Regions from separate parts of the Zea mays genome. Here region 2 is linked to region 1. Evidence: chromatin contacts called from public Hi-C data. All regions are on one chromosome and are shown on one strand. Each heading gives the region's core, a stretch centred on a gene start, on an enhancer-like site or on the middle of the called end of the contact. The rest is flanking DNA. Distances are from core to core; before and after follow the strand shown. Region 1 holds the start of LOC100192593. Region 2 holds the start of LOC100274215.

What was found. A called contact is a pair of places that touch in the nucleus more often than the background predicts.
Region 2: a Hi-C map of leaf shows a contact between it and region 1, with 8 times the contacts expected there. The contact joins the promoter of LOC100274215 here to the promoter of LOC100192593 in region 1. A contact is called at or near these places in 7 of 25 Hi-C or Micro-C datasets (bundle sheath, ear, endosperm and 3 more).

Annotation. Positions count from the first base shown.
Region 1 is chr2:209,067,901-209,074,408 of Zm-B73-REFERENCE-NAM-5.0, reverse strand. It overlaps LOC100192593, which reads right to left and starts at 3,356. Exons shown (of 2, transcript NM_001350133.1): 1 at 2,773-3,356; 2 at 1,754-2,677. The coding sequence starts at 3,153. The coding sequence ends at 1,973. It also overlaps the pseudogene LOC103649248.
Region 2 is chr2:209,276,403-209,282,910 of Zm-B73-REFERENCE-NAM-5.0, reverse strand. It overlaps LOC100274215, which reads right to left and starts at 2,644. Exons shown (of 11, transcript NM_001365842.1): 1 at 2,480-2,644; 2 at 1,638-1,719. The coding sequence starts at 2,570.

The sequences.
Region 1 (6,508 bases), core at 2,107-4,606:
CCAAATCAAGAGAACCAGCACGCCTTCAATCACATAACATACGCCAAAGAGAACCAGACAAATCATTCAGGAAGGGCTAGGGTTTGATGTGTTACATACGGACGTAGGGGTTGTCGCCGAGGCATGACTCACAGATGATGGGGAAGTTCAATCGCTCCCACCCGTTCGCCTGCACGTCCCACAGCAACCGGTGCGCCATCCCCCTCCTCTTCTCCGCCGAGAAGCCGGATGGAAATAAGCGAAGTGGCTGCGGGATGAGGAGTGAGGAGCTCGCACAGCAAGGACGCGGCGAGCAGTAATGGCGGCGAGGAGGGGGCGACAGTGGTAGAGGAGAGGAGGTGCGCGACTGCCTGCGGGATGAGGAGCGACCGACGGCGGGTGAGGAGTGACCGACGGCGGGTGAGGAGCCGCCGCGCGAGAGCTGCCGCGCGACCGACGGAGAGGCTGCGGGCGCGGGCATCTCTAGGGTTTTTCCTAGATGGGCCGTTTACGATTGAATGGATAGATGGGCCTCATACAAGCTAGTCAAATAAATTATATGTTCTCTACCGCGGCGCAAATAAATGGTACCATATCGCCTAGCAAAAGCGTGCAGTAGCAACTTATAAACGTGGCTGCTATAGAGAAAGCAATTAGCTCTTGTAATCAATTAGTGGTATATTGTAAACATGTATAAAAATTTTTGTGCGCGCGGATGGACGATCTGGGACGATCCAGATTGAACAACAGGATACGGATGGACGATCCAGATTGAACAACAGAGATGGACGATCCAGATTGAGCGAAGGCAGAACGGCAGGCTACCCTTAGAGCCTTAATAAGTAGTAGAGATTAGGGAAGCATGTACTACCACAGTTGATGGCATCGGAGCAGCTGGAAAAACACACACACCAATATTTATAAGGGAGTATGTTTTCTGCATATCAGGTTCTCAGTGTTCCTCTCGGATTTACTGAGGACAGAAAAACTTCAGCTTTGCACCACTTCTCTTCGTTTTGATGCTCTAGATGAGTCTGCTGCTCTAGACATGGCGACAAATGCTGAATTTGAACTTTGTAGTCTCGCCGTGCTTGTAGTTTTATTTAGAGGGTGTTTAAATGCACTAGATCTAATAGATAGTTAGTTGGCTAAAAATTATTAGTAAAATTAGCTAGTTAATAAATAGCAAGCTAACTATTAGCTAATTTGCTAAAAGTAACTAATAGCTGAACTATTAGGTAGACCGTTTGGATGTCTTCAATTAATTTTAGCAGCTAACACCCCTTAGATACTTTTACATAAAGTTAGTTGTGTAAAAACTACTTCTTTTGTGTTTTGACTCTCCTCGAAACTGATACAAACCTACTGTGGATCATGTATTCATATAACTGGAACTGCCAATTCCAGAGTAGGGAATAATGGTAAACACGTCCATATGTTAGGAACAGTCCATGTCAACTGATATGGCAAGGTCAGTGTCTCCCAGCAAAAGCTACTCCCTGTTTTTTTTTCCAAAATACATTCTGTTCTTTATCTTTAAACATTTTATTTAACTGTTTATTCAAAAAAATTATATAAATATTATTTATTTTGTTATAACTTGTTTTATTTTTAGAGATACTTTAATAATAACTTGTTTATATTATTATTTGTGTAAAAAATAAATAAGACAAATGGTTAAATATAATATCTAGAAGTCAAAAGTGTCAATTATATTGGGGAGGAGACGTGGGCAACTTTCAGTCTTTCAGATATCATCAAACCTCACTGTTTTAACTCAGCAAAATGCGTGCCCTCGAGTTCAACATTAACTCAGCAGAATGGAAGATTGGACATACTATTGAACATGGTATGGATAAGGCTGACGCCATTAACTCAGAACAAGACAGGCAAGTAGCGCTTACGTCTACAATGACTTCCAGCGTGCTGGGAACCTGCCATTGCATCAGGCGTGGTGCGACCTTGGCGACACAAACCTCACCGTGCGCTACCTCTACTGGAACCGCACCCCGCGATCGTTGAACAGCCGGAGCAATCGTTTCAGCTCGTCGTTGGACACCTTCGATGGCCTCTTGCCGGCGAGCTCGGCGGTGTCCAACGCTCCAGCAACCTTCTCCTTGAACGCCGCGACCTCTTCCTCGCTGAAACCAACCACTCTGTTGCTGCCATCGTCGTTTCCCCCACAGTCATCTTCTCCACTGTCGTCGACCTCAAGCGGACCTAGGCTGACACCACCGGCACATCTCTCCGTTCTCAGCGACCGGCGCAACAGCTCAACGACCATCCTCTTCTGCTTGAAGATGGCGGCGAGGGTCTTGTTCTTCTGCCCGAAACACACGCGCGTGAACGCCAGCCACTCGCTGACGTCGACCCCTGGCACGGTGCCCCGCGGCCGGATCTCGACGAGGGACGAGTCCACCCGGGGCATGGGCACGAAGTCCCTCTTGCTCACGTCCATGAGCAGCCTGACGTCGGCGACCAGGCGCACGTTGGCCGCCAACCGGTTGTACTCCCCGTCGCCCGGCGCGGCCACGAGCCGCCGCGCGAACTCCTTCTGGAGCAGCAGCGTCGCCGTCCGGAACCGGTAGGGGCCGAACAGCAGCTTGGCGATCAGCGGCGAGGAGATGCCGTAGGGGATGTTGGCCACGCAGACGTCGAACTCCGGGAACTCTACCTCCACGGCGTCGCCCGCAATCACCTGCCGAACACGAGGGAGGGGGAACCGTCGTTCTCAGTCAGCAAGCTTTTCCTTTTAGACATTCTGTCGAGCGAGTGGCGGGCGGGCGGGCGGACCTTGAACTTGTGCGCGAGGCCGAGAGCAGCGGCGCGCGCGGTGACGGCCTCGACCATGCGCGGGTCGATCTCGACGGCGGTGACGCGCGCCGCCTGGGACGCGAGGAGGCGCGCGGTGAGGTTGCCCGTGCCGGGCCCGACCTCGAGGACGGCGTCGCCTGGACTGATGGCGGCGTGGCGCGCGATGGCGTCGAGGACGCGCGGGTTGGTGAGCAGGTGCTGCCCGCGCGGCTTGTGGAGCCGGAAACGCCCGTCCCACGCCTCTGATGTGGACGCCCCAAACTCAGGCGACGACGAGGTGGCGGTGGCGGCGGTGGGGGTGTAGAGGTAGGCTTGGCGGACGGCGCGGCGCGCCCAGAGAGCGGAGACGGCTCGCTTCATGTCTCGACTGCAGAGCTGCTTGGTTGGCCTGCTTGTACGACTGCAGAGGCGCTCGATGTCCCCGGCGTGTATCGGCAGCACCAGGTCCGCGCGCCACGGTCGACCCACTCTCAGTTTCGTGGTGTTTGCCTGTGTCAGGCTTCGCCCCTGCGCTTTCCCCGTTGATTGCTTCCTGGCCGACGCGCGATCCTAAAATGTTTGTGTCAGGCGACTCTGCCCGCATCGGTTTTTTTTTTTTTGGAGTAGTACAGGATGGATAATGTTTGAGATTGCTTACTGTGGCCGGCCTGCAGGTTCGTAGTGCTTACCCTGAGTGAATGGTTTGAGGGTGACTACTGTGGTGTCTGGTGTATGTATGCAAAATCGTTTGCCGCACTGGTCTGATGGTTCTGTTATACACGACTACACGCTACTGCTATTTAGGCCATATTTATTGGGAGCATATCGAATGCAAATACGTTTTTGGTACAAATCATGTGTAAATCTACTATTTTTTTTTTTGAAAATATCTGAAAAAAATAATATACATCTCAGCTAAGTTCATCTATACATAAAATTTTATTTTATGGTAAAATTTATCTTACTCTATCAGCTAAAAAAGATAAAATTTCTGACAAACATTAACCCTTCAAATGCACCAAAATCCGTGGGCTGACTGACGAGGCACTTGTACCTGTACTACTACTTCATATACATCCACTACCACTAGTGGGAGGCCATGCTCTGTCGATCATGCGGTGGCAGCAGCAGAAGCAGCGGCTGTGGATGGATGGGTGAGGCGCTAGTGACCCGAGAATCTCCGGGGAATACGAGGCCTGACTGCCTGAGCTGAGCGCGACCGCTTCTAGTGGGCGGGGCCGATGAGTAAGGCGCCGGGCGGAGGGGATTGTGTGACATGTCGCCATGTCGGCTCCGCCCTGGGACGACATGTCAGTTTCAGTGTCATCGTCGCCCGGTAATTGATGCTGGCGCTGTGCCTTTGTTTTGTTCAGTCGCCGACTCGCCGTGGGCGTCTTGGGACGCTAGTCAAGAGTGACTGTCTAGCAGGAGAGCAGGGGAGGGGGCGCCGGCGGCGCGCATCGCATGCATGCTGACCGGTACGGTGCATGCAGGGGCCCAGGCGGAAGCTGCTGCGACTGCGACCCACCTTCTGAGGCGGTGGCCCGGTTGGGCCGCGTCTCCTCCACCCCCATCATTCGCGGCGATGAAAAAGCCGCGGCAGGCCCACGATCGTGTTCGTGTTGGTGGTGGGTGCGCAGAGAACCGGCCGGGTTTTGGCAGTGACTGACGAGGCACACTGTGGCGTCCCTCACTCCTCAGGCCTCAGCTACTAGGCATGGCAGCAAGGCCACCCAACATCCGCTGTGTGTGCCTGTGTGTGTGTAATGCATGCGTGCCCAAAATGACTCTCGTGCCTAGCTCCCACCCTGTTTTCTCGTTTTTTTATGTGTTTGTTTTCGGCGGCAAACTTGTTTTTATCTAGCTACGACTACTGTTTTATTTGCTGTTAATTTCTTCTAAGCTGCTTTCCTTTCCGAAGCATCCAAACAGGAGGATGCTGTGCACGCGCGCGGTGATGAGTTCCAAGACCCCGGGCCGCGCCGGTGCCCCGTACGTGGCGTGGTAACAGTATTCGCCACGGCGGCCGTACCACCCACGCCTGGCCTGAGCCTGAACCTGACACGGCTGGATGTTAGCCGGTGTCATGTGTCCAGTGAGTCACGCATCAAATTCAGAGCTCCAATTATTCATTCGGCCGCACCGCACCGCACACCCAACTACTCTACTCTACACCAGAAAGAATGTGTTGATACCTGATTCCAATTTCCATGTGTAGGTATCCAAAATTAAGACAGTACAACTCCTTTCTTTTTTATTTGCCGTGTTTTAATTCAAAGATGAACTAGCAGAGACAACAAATATTTAAGAACTGGAGGAGCTATGTTGGAGATGGCAGTGACGGAATTAGGAGAAATCAAACTTCGTCCACACCATCCTTCCAGATATCTGCACGCATGCCAACTGCCCGCAAAGAGACGAGTGAAACTAGCAAAAGGCATTTCTGACAGAAAAGATTTCTATTTAATACCACTCCAGCTCCAAACTGAACGAATCAGCACACAAATTAAACTATCTACATCAAACACTTCGCTCAACGGAGGATTGATCGATGAATGGAAAACGTAGCATTATCTATACAATCATGTAGCGGAAAATTAAAGGGCATGGTTGTTCTTCACAACTAGTTTCGGCCGGGTTACTTTTCATGTAGTTCGTTTCCAACGGGCCGGGGAGGGAACGACGACATGCCAGCATCAAACTGCATGCCAAGCATGCATTGGGTGTTAAAAATGGCTGCTACGTACACTACACTAGAACCAAAATGCAGCTCGAAGTTGCTGCAAGACACGCAGGTAGAGGAACAAGCGCGCAGCAGCCATATTTTTGAGCCTGCAATTAACATGAAACGAGCTGAAGGCCGCCGGCGGGCACAGAAGATTCTGCATCACACAACCATGATAGCTCTAACTCGAGTGCCACTACCGCTGGAATCCTATGATCATGTAACTAAGAAAGAAAGGCACTGCTACTCCTATGGCTATACGGATAGCTAGAGAGAGAGAGAGAGAGAGAGAGAGAGAGAGAGAGATAACTACCAGCGATAGCAAGGAGCACAGAATTCAAAGGTCAGATCATGCACTCACGCTCGCGCATGAAAAAGAGAGCGAAGACGATAAAGCTGCCGCGCATCACCAAAAGTGAGACACCCATCCATCCATGCACTAAAAGTGATGGAGTAACGAGAGCACAGCATGCAGCAGCAGTAGCACTGTGGTACTACTACTGCTGAGAGAGAGGAGCATATCTATGTACCATCAAGAAGCGCCAGATGTTTATAAATTTCTCATAACTCACGAAACCATCATAATTCGTACAAGCCGAGTTTGAACAAACCCCCCAGCCCCAGAAAGAAGGAGAAGTTAATTCCACTCTAGAAGAAACAAAGAAACAAAGAAAGAAAGAAAGAAAGAAAGAAAGAAACTGGATATGAACCTTTGACAACGCTAATGCGTGAGAACTCAAAAACAGTTCTCTAACTCAGCTGCAAAAGGTGTAGAAAGTACTAGTATTAACTTGTACATCTAAAGGGTGTTCTTCTCAAATCCATTGAAGGGAGCGAGAGGGAGAGTAACCAATTAAACACACTGATTTAGGGGGTGTTTGGTTTTAGAGACTAATTTTTAGTCCCTCCAATTTATTCCACTTTAGTCACTAAATTGTCAAATATGAAAAATAAAATAGAGTTATAGTTTCCATATTTTGCAATTTATAGACTAAAGTGGAATAAAATGGA
Region 2 (6,508 bases), core at 1,395-3,894, 210 kb before region 1:
AGCTTAAAGGAGCTTTCTGAGCCCTCCTAAGTTTGTCCATGCTTGTGGTGTTGTTGTATGTGTTGATGTTGTAATCCGAGCGGTTTGCCACACTCAATCAATGAAAATTCAGGTGGGTATGCTCTCATCCCTGTGACCATAGAAAAAAGGTAAAGTCCATTTTAAACCTCCAACTTGCACAGCAAACACCCTGCAACTCTCAAAACCAGACAAAACATCATCCTGAACCGGTAAAGCGGTTTCAAAGGCAGTTTTTTTCTTCTAAAAACAATAAAAGTCTTGTTTAAACTTTAAAAATTCATAAAAATCATGTTTAAACTTTATTTAACTATCTTTTTTAAAAAATGTTATCTATCTTTGTGCTGGTCTAGTTAGAGTTATTTGGAACTTATTTATTTATGTTCCTATTGTTTTATTGCTTGTAGTCAAACTTGTTATTTTATTGAACTCATAAATTTGCGCTCTACTCTATGTTGATCACATGACTAGTTAATTGCATGATGTTTGAGGCAGTGCCCTGTTTGAAATCTATAACCTAATCAGGCAATCAACATAAAGTAATGTGCTAGCCATGCAATGTCTAAATAGGATCTATAAATGTAGTGGAGGATGGTATCATCTTCCACATCTTTCTATGAACTCATAGTTTGGTAGATTCCCTTCGTCGATCTAGGTTTGATATAGCGCGCAACTATGATGCGTGGATACTTCACAAAACTCACGTACCGGTGTCGGATACCGTATCGGATACAGATACTCCTCGGATACTTCCGGATACGTATCCGGGACGTATCGGGAATTTCTGTGAATTTAAATAAATAAAAAATGACGGATACTCCTAGGACACCTCTCTAACACCTACGGGATACCTTATATGGTCTCTGGTCTGTTAGAATTAGAACTTAGAACTTGTGTGGTGAACTAGTGATTATTTGCGAGTCTGCTGGTGTAGCGTATCGTTACACATGTTTTTGGCATGCTGGATTTATTGATTTGAGTCCAGATAAATTCTGGAAGAGGAAGTAGATGTTTACTTTAGTCAAAGTTGTTGAACATTAACTTTTAATGCCCTTAAATTGAACTGGTCGGCTGTGGTCCATCTCAGACATTTCAGCATTTAATTTAATTTATAATATATATTGCGTATCGCCGTATTAGTATTTTTTGAAAAATGGCGTATCGGGGTATCGGCGTATCGTGTATCTGTATCCCCGTATCAGGGCAACATAGGCGCGCAACAGTGATTTAAACAAATAATGAGCACCACTGAGCAATAAAACAATAGGAATAGATATAACTGAATAACTATAAACAGGTCACCAGTGGGTAGATAGCAATTTTGGGGGGGGGGGGGGGGGGGGGGTAGTTCTGATTTCATTTTCCAATTTAAACTAATAATTACTTAATTAGTTATGATTTTTTTAAAGATTGAACTAGATTAATAGAAAACTCCCTTGGAAACCACTTTACACCAGTTCAGGTAGTGTGCTATCCAGTTTTGACAGTTGTAGGGTGTCTTGTACTGGTTTTCATAGTTCAGGTTTGAAAATCAGTTTTGACAAGTTTGACGTTGGAAGAACTTTACAGTACAAAAAGGGGGGGCTTAAACCAAGCATAGGAGCAGCAGAAAAGCATACTTTTGTATCTCCATAAGCTCATCTTCCACCCATGCAAGCCTGCTTGATACAATGAAGCATCGCTTTGGCACAACGAACTTGCCTGCAACAATGCGAACAAGGAGGATCAGTTAGGCACAGTTGTAGCAAAATGGCCTTAGTTGTAACCTGCATACGAAAAAACAACTAGCTTCATCCAAAGCCACCGGATGGTTCCATAATTGCACCTTGAAACAGCAAGGAGAAAGCAAACTATATATTTGCATGCGCAGAAACAGATATGGAGAGTGTATCAGTGTATGGCTTACTAGAGGTGTCTAATAACCACGTAGGGTGTTAATGACAAGTGGCAACAAAAATCTTTTTAATGGCACGAAGACACGTGAATCTGGTTCCTATGCAGCACGGCATAAAGCTAATTTTCAATCTGGCATATAACATAACCAACCCGAGCAAGTCTCTCCTTTGTATAGACCGACGAGTTTCGGTTCGCTCAAAACTCAACTACTGCTGCCACAAAGGGCAAAAAGGTGGCAACGAGATAAATTGGTGGAATCTCCTGACAATTTACCCCAATCTTTCACATAAAAAAAAACGGACAAACCCAACATTTCGTTCAGTATGCTACAACACTTAAACTCGTAGTAAGCATGCGCCGCGAAACGTGCCACGGTTCTCTGAAGCCTAGCCACATGGCCCCGTATGAATGTGTCCGACCGGTGGGAAGAACACCGACAGGAGAGCCGGCAACGAAGCTAGTTATTGCGAATCGGCACGCGGATGCAGAGGACATGGGCAGAGCGATGGAATGGCGAGCAGAGGAGTGAGGGGGGGGGGGGGGGGGGGGGGTTGCGTATCCGTACCGGAGCGGACGGGGCGGAGAGGGGCAGCGAGAGGCCGGAACCTTCCGGCCACGAAGGTGGCGGAGGGGCGCGCTCCCAGTCCAGCAGCCATGGGGAGAGGGATACAGGCCGCCGGCGTGAGGGAGGAACGGAGGTGTGTGTGTGTATTGGAGGTTTTGTCGAAGCGAAGGGAAAGGGATAAGCGGGCCCACGCGCGACCCGTCCTGGCGTCCTCCATCCTACAAGTACAACGCTTCAAGGCTCAGGCTCATTTCTGCAATCTCAAAGCACTCTCCTAGTCCTAGGTGCAGTTCGATTGATGGGCCTAATGGGCTGGAGTGAGAGTTCAGTTCACGTGTCCCTCCGTAATCAATGGGTTGAGCTTTGAGCAGTTGCTCCAGGCTTTTTAGTTTGTCCAGTAATCAGCTGTACTCTGTAGATAAGCACTTGCGTCTCCCAGATTTTCAGATGCCTAGCTTGTACCCTCGTGTTCAGGCTCACATGGTTATTGTTGGTGACGATATAGTAAGCCAGGATAGACAAAAATCATCATCAGTTTTCCTTTACCAGTTTCATGCTTTCATGAGTATAATGTGAATTTAAGCGCGTGGTTCAAATATCATTAAAAAATTATGGTTCTATATGCTAGCTTTGTTATGTATCAATATTTGGTCTGATACGGATGTTTTGCACTCCTAAATACTAGCTCTAAGCGCGAAAATTTGACGATCTCCCTGCCCTGATTGGCTGATTAGACCAACTCCAGCAGCTCTCCGCATGCGGCTCCGTATCCCTATTTTGCGCAGCGAAGCACACTATTCATCAGTCCAGCAGTCTCCGCATCCGTCTCCCTAAAACGCACGACCTGTACCTGCACTCCCCTTTTCCACGCTTTCTCTCTCCTCTCCGCAGCTCTCTGCATGCGCGCGCGGCTGCTCGCGGGCCCCAGGTGTCATAGACTGCATGTGGAGTGCAAATACGGAGTCTGCTGGAAACGGAGACGGATACGGAGAGGAGAGGGAAACTGTTGGTCGTGCGTTTTAGGGATACGGAGAGGGAGTCTGCTGGAGTTGGTCTTACAGCAGCAGCAACAACAAAGTTAGGAATGGTCGCGCCACGCCCCCGCCTGCGGCTCTGCAAGGTAACTTCTGAAGAAATGAAAAGGACCACCGTTCATAGTGCCGAGATGCTCCTCTCAAGGTCCACCCGACTAGAGATGGCAATAGGTACCCGCGACCCGATACCCAATAGGTATTTACTCTATTAGGGTATGTATGCGGGCTAAATATTCTACTCGTGGGTCTGTTATTGGGCAAAAATCTTCACCCAATGGGTAAACGTGTATTAGAACGTTCCGCCTTCACCCATACCCGTTAACCCGTGGGTATAAAATACCCAATATAAACTTATCCGAAGCATGAACTTGGACTTTAGTCATCCAACTTTTTTACTATTTAACAACAATTTAATGACCATGTAATGGAACATGTAATGTGCTATGTAGTACTATCATAGTGTTACTACTTTATCCAATTATCTTTGGTGTGTTGAATGGATGGTTAAATGATGCTAGAAAATTTTGTAATGGTATTTATATGGATATACTTGACATTTGTATAGTATAATATTTTGATAGTTGTTTAATTTTTGTGGGTACGGGTGACCCGATGGGTGACCCATACCCACATGGGTATGGGTATGGGGGTAAATCCATACCCGCCAGTGTATATGGGTGACCCGGTGGGGTTATTTTTGTGTCGTGTGTATGGGTATGGGGTAGTAATACCCGGTGGGTATTTACCCATTGCCATCTCTACACCCGACGCGCAGAAAAGAAACTGAATCGAGAGCCAAACAGTAATGTTCTTCTAAACTAGTTGGAGGTATAGATGTCCAAACGGGCCACCCGGCATGGCACGACCCGAACCCGATTCGGCCCGGTCCAAATAGTGTCGGGCCAGGCACGACCCGTTAATGGATCAGGTCGGGCCGTGCCGGCCCATGTGCTCAGACGTGTGTCCAAGCACGACACGTCCATGTCTGGATCGTGTCAGGCCGGCCTAAAAACCTACCGTGCTAAACGGGCCGTGCCACACACTGGCCCGCCCAAAAACTCAATGCATAACAGATCAGTTACAACAGATTACAGACCAGTTATAACAGATATAACATACTAGTTATAACACAAAATATATTACACACACAGATTACATACAAAACATATTACACACACTGAGAAAACATATTACACAAGTTAGAACAGATCACTCGCAGACATAAATATGCAAATGAAATAAATTATATGGAGCTATTAGTGCAATGGCTGCCTCATTAAAAACCTTCTTAGGTAAAAACTCACACCTCGTGAGAAAACCCTAAAAAGGAAAAAAGAGTGCAGCCCAGCTCCTAAGTTCATTAGTTTATTACAATCCACAACTCCACAGTCCATAAGTTCATACAGGCATACAACTCATAAGACATATCACATAAGACATGCAGATCCACTTAAGCATTTTTCATCATTCCTAGATAGTGTTGTTGGGTCATCAAGCCAGAGGTTTTCATGCTCAGCTTCAAGTTCTTGTGTGTCCTCCTCCATACTGTGTTGCAGGTGAGCGTCAGCGAGTTCCCAATCTTTGATGCAGGACAAGATCTCAACCATATCAGGAGCTAGTCGTCGGCGCTCTTCAATCACCCTGCCAGCAAGACTAAAGGTAGATTCTGAAGAAATAGTAGATGTTGGCACGGTCAAGACATCCTTAGCAAGTAGTGAAAGAATAGGATAAGTTAATTTATGTTGATGCCACCAAGATAGGACATTGAAGTCCTCATCAAACTCAATGATAGTGTCACTGTCTAAGTAGGAAACTAGCTCAGATGTTGATGCAACAGTAGAGATAGATTGAGGGGTAGAAGAAGAGGAACCTGGTCTCCTTCCTAGTGTAGAAGAATACTCACCATCAAGGTCATCATCACCATATATATCATCCCATGCCATTTTTTGTTACCACAACCAAGTGCTTATGGTTGGTGAGTGGCACGCAAGCGTGCATCGCCAAATTTGGTCTCATACAACTGAAATACCTTGGTTAGCTTAGTACGAACATCAAATGGAAGCCTAGAGTAATCAGTACCAGTTAAACTAGATAACTTAATAAGGACCTTGTTAAAACCTCTCATTTTAGCTCTAGGATCCAAAATAAATGCAACTGCATATAAAATTGGAATGTCTCTCCAATACTTCAAGAATTTATCTTTCATAGGAACAACAACACATCTTAGCAATATATCATTCTCAAATGCATTTAGATGTCTAGCTATCCTCAAAATGTGATGCAACATTAAAGTAGCAGTAGGATAGTAGACACCAGACAATGCAACAATTGATTCATAAAATAATTCTAAGAAAGATAACACTTTTTCAGCAATTGCCCAATGATTATCAGTAAGTAAAGGAGCCCCATCCTCATTCAAAGGATACTGAGTTTTGATAAAAACAGAGAAGGTGGACTTGTGTGGTAACAAGTGTTTAATCATTAAATAAGTAGAGTTCCATCTAACATCCATGTCAACACCAAATTTACGAGGGCGAATAGCCATACTCATACAATAGCTTTTATATGCAGCTATACGTTGGTTGGATGCATTTAAAAATGTTATAGCAGTTCTAAAGTCATCAAGATATGTTCTGATAGGATCCAAACCAGATTTAACAATTAGATTAATAACATGACATGAACAACGTTGATGCAAAAACATAGTAGAGAATTCATCATCATATGCATCAGTACCAAGGCTACTATCAGGAACAGGTACACCAAGGTAACCACACAAGAAAGGTCTTAGAAATTTCATGGCAACATTATTTGAGGAAGCATTATCCAAAGTTATAGCAAAAACTTTTTTAGTTAAATTATACTCATCAATCACAGTAGCTACAAGATTAGCAATATTAACACCACTATGCTTACCATCAATGAGCCTAAGTGCAAGCAATCTTTTTTCTAATTCCCACTTAGAATTTATAAAATGAGCTACCACACTTAAGTA